Linked DNA regions of Capra hircus: region 1 is linked to region 2. A link is a contact called in public Hi-C data. All regions are on one chromosome and are shown on one strand. Each heading gives the region's core, a stretch centred on a gene start, on an enhancer-like site or on the middle of the called end of the contact. The rest is flanking DNA. Distances are from core to core; before and after follow the strand shown. Region 1 has its middle 84 kb from the start of CCER1. Region 2 has its middle 15 kb from the start of POC1B.

Region 1 (2,700 bases), core at 127-2,626, 1.4 Mb after region 2:
TCCTCCCTACTCGCTGTCTGGGTCTCAGTGTTCTTTTGGATACTCCCACGCTGCCTGACTCCAGTTTCTGTCCATCAGAATACATCTGGCTGTTTTTGGAAACTTCTCTCCCAGAAAACCCTGTGCTTGGAAGATATTTTTCCAAATAAGAGGAAGCTTATTTTTCATGGACTTATTTGCACCTAAGATCCAGTCTAGGGGATGAAAATCAATATACTAATGGCTCAGTTGGGCTTCCCTGGTGGCTCAGACAGTAAAGAATCCGCCTGCAGTGCAGGAGACCTGGGTTCGATCTCTGGGTTTGGAAAATCCCCTGGAGGAGGGCATGGCAACCCACTCCAGTATTCTTGCCTGGAGAACCCCCATGGACATAGGAGCCTGATGCGCTACAGCCCATGGGGTTGCAAAGAGTCTGACATGACTGTGCACAGCATACAACAAAGGCTCAATCATTTTGTCTCACTCAGAGTGACAAGGTAATTTAAAGTAAAAACATATTTATCTGACAAGATCATGCTATTTACCTGGAATCCACGAAATATTTTGACAAAAATAACTATCTAAAGAATATATGTTCTCATGACCCACTTGTGCTTGAAGCATGTTTTTCATTTTTTATGTCTCTGAATTTCCAAAAGAAACACATTCTCAATTGGAAAAAGTAATTTATGTCAAATTCTTCTAATTTCTTATCTCTTAGAATCCTCCCTCTACCCTCTATTTTAAAGAGGCCCCTGACTTCTTAAATCTTTAAAGCCACAGAAGAAAGCCATTTCAGTGGTTACATTAGAAAAGCCATCAATCATACAACCCCGTTAGAGATATCAGTAATCTCTAGCAACTATAGAGACTTGCCTTACACACAGCAGGAAATATGTAACAGATTAATTTCTTGGAAGATGGTAGTGGAGAATAGTTTTTAGGCTTGACTGGTTTGGGGACTGAGCTTTTTCTGATTTGGGGGAGGAGGCAGAGCGAAAAAAAAAAAAGTCTCATGGAAGCCCAGAAATGAATATCTTAGCCCTAAAGAGTCACCTGGAGATATGGAATTTGTGGATGGGGGTTACTGAATTCATGTCAGGATATGACATGAAAAACAGTAAGGAGGGAAGACAAAAGCATATCTACTTGTACGTTTTTGAAATGTAGGTCACTTTCTTCAGCTCACCTCTGTAGACTACCCACAAAAAAATGTTCCTCTCTCTGTTTCGATATTCCCTTTCCACCTAAAATGGACTACACTGCCATCTACCTCCTGTGTATATATTCAGGTACAATGATGGTTCTCAGCTGGGGAGGACTGGGCATTCCCTCTCTCCCCAAGGGACATCTGCTAATGTCTGGAGACATTTTTCACTGGAACACTCAGGGAAACTACTGCCATCTAGTGGATAAAGGTCAGAGATGCTATTAAATATGCAAAAGTGCCGGAGAAAGCCCTCCCCATCTGTAACACTCATCTGGCTCATAATATCAACTGAGGTTGAGAAACTGTGAGAGAACGTTATAAAATACTTGTGTGCCATTTGCTACACACTAGACTACGTGTTTTCTAATTCACCATCTTATTTCCACTGGCAACAGATCAGAGATATTTTTGTACCTATTTCACATTTCAAAATATATGGACCTTCCCATTAAACAAGGAGGTACTCCAAATGCACATTAGAAGAAAAAGTTGACCACATAGTATAGAGTTGTATATGAAGATATACAGCTTAGAAGAAACTCATGCACAGAGAAAGAGGAACAACAATTCAGCTTAGCATTCTAAGACTTCAAAACTAGCACCTGAGTGTCATGGGATGTTGGACAATCCTGAGCATCGCTGCAACCGCAGTTTCCAGATAACACATGTGCATTTGGAGTACCTCCTTGTTTAATTGGAAGGTCTATATATTTTGAAATAAAAGGGCATGGATTATATTTAAATCTTTGTTTTTGCTTTCCAATATTTGCTTTCCTTCTATTGTCTTTTTTTAATCCAGATGAATGGCCCTTACTTATCCCAGTGCTCTACCTGTAAACCTGGGAGATATCCTAAATGTCTTGCTTAAATTTTACTACCCTTCTCCATAAAATCACCAAGGCCTGGCAATTCTACCTCCTAAACATGGCTTATATTAATTACCTCCTCTCTATTCTCACTGACACTGCTCTGGTTCAAGCCATTATCACCTTTTCCTTACAATATCCATTCATCTACTCTTCTTTCATTCAGGTATTTGATCATTACCACAGACCATTATTGAATACATATCATATGTTCTACCAATGTGAGTAAAAATAAAATCAAAACAGAATTGTTACTCTCAAGAAATTGTCATTATGATGGAAAGAAAATAAAGTTGATACCAGAAATTACAATTCTAAAGTTTCCCCTTATGGCAAAAATAGATACACATAGGCAATTAGGGAAGCACTTTGAAGCACCAAAACCAGCTTAGAGTCAGGTGAGAATATCTGGAAGATGCAATGGCCGAAGCAAAACCTATAGAACCACCAGGCAAGGCAAGGAATAATGTACTGTAGATCATATTACTGGCCACAGCACTGCTCCCTATACCCACACGTTTTGCAATATGACTGTCGTTCCTCCCACAGAAGAGACAAAGTGTATTTCCACTCTTCTTGACTTTGGATACCTACGTGTAATTTGCTCTAGTCAATTATTAGGCAGAATTTTTGGTAGTTTTGAGA
Region 2 (2,700 bases), core at 50-2,549:
TGACTACTGACGCCCGTGCACCCTACGGCCCTCTGCAGCAAGAGAAGCTGTGGCGATGAGAAGCCCGCACACCACAGCCAGAGAGCAGCCCCGCCTCTGCAGCTGGAGAAAAACCTGATCAGCAATGAAGACCCAGCAGAGCCGAAAAGAAAGGAAGGAAGGAAGAACAGCACCACACATGTTAATGTCACAAAGGTATGAGCCGCTGTCTTTACGACAGCTGTCAGCCTCTGAAGCTTCTACAGTGGACGGAGAGATAGAAAGACAAGGTCAGGTTTTTGGCCTGAGGAACCAAAGGAATCAACAAGACCATACTGCCACATTGGCAAGGTCCAGGGTTATAAGGGGAAAAAAAAGAAAAGTCTTCTGGAGGGTCTAAGGAGACTCAGTTCAGCTGTTGGTTTAGGGGTCAGAGCTCTAAGTTCCGAGGGGGCAGACAGCTCTCGTCTGGCATTCCGACTCTGATCAGTTGATCTTGGCTGCCTAGACCAACAGTCAGGGCTTCTCAGACTATATGCAGGATTAATGGAAAGGATGCCCCGAGCCAGAGAAGGTGTCTGCCGTTGATTGTGGATTGAGAGGGGAGAGCACGTGATTCTAGAAGTGTGCTCTTTTGCCTGGAACATTGCTTGAGCAGGGTCCGCTGGGGAGGACTCTGGAGGTCCTGACTCAAGTCTGAGATGAAGGTAAGCCCCCGGCTTCCCAACCTGTCCAGGACCGTCCTTGACTCAGCACTGAAGGAATCCCCTCAATCTCAGACACACCCCAATTCACGTCACACGCTTTTTCTACCTGACAACCCTTAACAAAACAAACAGCAACCAAGAACTATGAACTCAGACCAGTCAGGATGACTGGTTTCTTTCTTTCTTTTTTTCAGTCTGTGGAAAGGCATGGATTCTGGCCTACTGTAATGTGTTGGCCTGTATATCCCCTAAATTTCCCTTCTCCTCACAGCAGCCAACGGTATCTCAATTTCTCAGCGATTTTTCCCTGCTCTATCCACTGGAAGTCTTAGCAGGAAACAGATGGCACTCTCAATGGGGTTTAACTGAAAAGCATTGCGCACAGGGATTATTTACAGAGGCGTGGGCAGGGTTAATGGGGCCGACAAGATCTAGGGAGACACCCAGGGATTAGCCCTCAGCCCCAGAGAGGAGTGCAGCTCTCGGTGTGCTGAGAGCTGAGCTGCCCAGGGAGACCCACGGCTGGGAGCTGGAGCCTTGGCCAGCAGGAGCCCAGGGAAGGCGGATGCACCCCCGACCTCGCCCGCCTCCTGCCCGCTGGCCTCCTGCCAGTGCCTCCGGTCAGAGGGCAGGGAAAGCATGCCAGGCGCCTGGTGCAGTAGCGGTCAGACTCCAGGCCCCAGAGCCTGGCCAGAAAGGACAGAGAAAAGAGCTAAGAAGAACCAGGCCAGGCCGCCCTGCTGTCACTCAGCTTCCATTCTAGTCCTTTCCTCCGCTGGAGAAAGCAGCTCAGGTCCCCAGCCATGAGAACACTCAGTGTCATCACTGGGGGATGACGGAGTTCGTTCCTGCTTCTTCCTGGATGCTAAACCCAGCAGGGCGCGAGGAGCAAGTAGGGACAGCAGGGTCCAGCCGCTGCAGCCCCAGGCCTGAGCAGATGTAACGTGACCATCCTGACTTCCTTCTCCCGCCCGCTCTGCGCATGATGCCCTGACTCTCAGCTAGCACCCTGGCCGTGAAGGCAGTGCTGACCTGAAGGAATGAGCCAACCCTTCAATTCCTCAGGACCCAGCCATCATACTCAGTGCCCTGTCATTACGGAGTTGCTCTGGTCTCCCATTGACCATGTCAGCCGCACAGGGAGTGTGATAAATCCCATGGGCTCCAGTCGCAGCACTGTCCCCATTTGGTAGCAATCCAATTTCTCCTTGTTAAACAGAATCAATCACACTGGCCCATAGAAACACCCAATGCTTTGCCCTTAATTATGGCAGGCACAGCCGGAGATGGCCACGGGGCATTTTCAGGGCTGAGCAGTGGAAATATGCCTCCCTGTTTGGCACAAGGACCGCAAACTCACTAGATACAAAATGTTTCAGGGACAGGAAGATAACCTTCTTGAAGAGGGTTATTCAGGGAACAGTGAGAGAAGCCACTTCCGCCTCCACCCTGGGTGCCTACAGACATATACTCAGCACCTTGTATTGACCACTGATCTGACCACTTGATGAACAACACTCCAACCTCACACCAGGTCGTCTCCCTTGCCACCCCCTTCCATAAACCAAATCTCCAATAAGTCAGACAAAGACAAGTACCATGTGATATCCCTTATACCTGGAATCCAAAAATAATGATACAAATGAATCTTAAAAATGAACAAATGAAATTATTTACAAAACAGACACAGATTTAGAAAACTAACTTGATCCACCAAAGGAGTAAGTTTGGGGGGGGATGGATAAATCAGGGATTGACATACACACACTACTATAAATAAAATAGATAATCAACAAGGACCTAGGGCTTCCCTTGTGGCTCAGCTGGTAAAGAGTCTGCCTGCAATGCAGGAGACCTGGGTTTGATCCCTGGGTTGGGAAGATCCCCAGGAGAAAGGAAAGGCTACCCACTCAAGTATACAGTCCATGGGGTCACAAAGAGTCGGACACGACTGAGTGACTTTCACTTTCACTTTTCATTGTAAAGCACAGGGAGCTCTATTCAATATCCTGAA

The links. A called contact is a pair of places that touch in the nucleus more often than the background predicts.
Region 1: a Hi-C map of liver shows a contact between it and region 2, with 13 times the contacts expected there. The contact joins two enhancer-like sites. A contact is called at or near these places in 2 of 5 Hi-C or Micro-C datasets (blood and liver).

The regions. Positions count from the first base shown.
Region 1 is chr5:20,564,120-20,566,819 of ARS1.2, forward strand. No RefSeq gene overlaps it. Among named protein-coding and RNA genes, the nearest start is that of CCER1, 84 kb to the right of the region's middle. Within about 2 kb of position 1,377, at least 1 of the 5 cell types and tissues checked has an H3K27ac peak or open chromatin away from gene starts, as enhancers often do.
Region 2 is chr5:19,186,637-19,189,336 of ARS1.2, forward strand. No RefSeq gene overlaps it. Among named protein-coding and RNA genes, the nearest start is that of POC1B, 15 kb to the left of the region's middle. Within about 2 kb of position 1,300, at least 2 of the 5 cell types and tissues checked have an H3K27ac peak or open chromatin away from gene starts, as enhancers often do.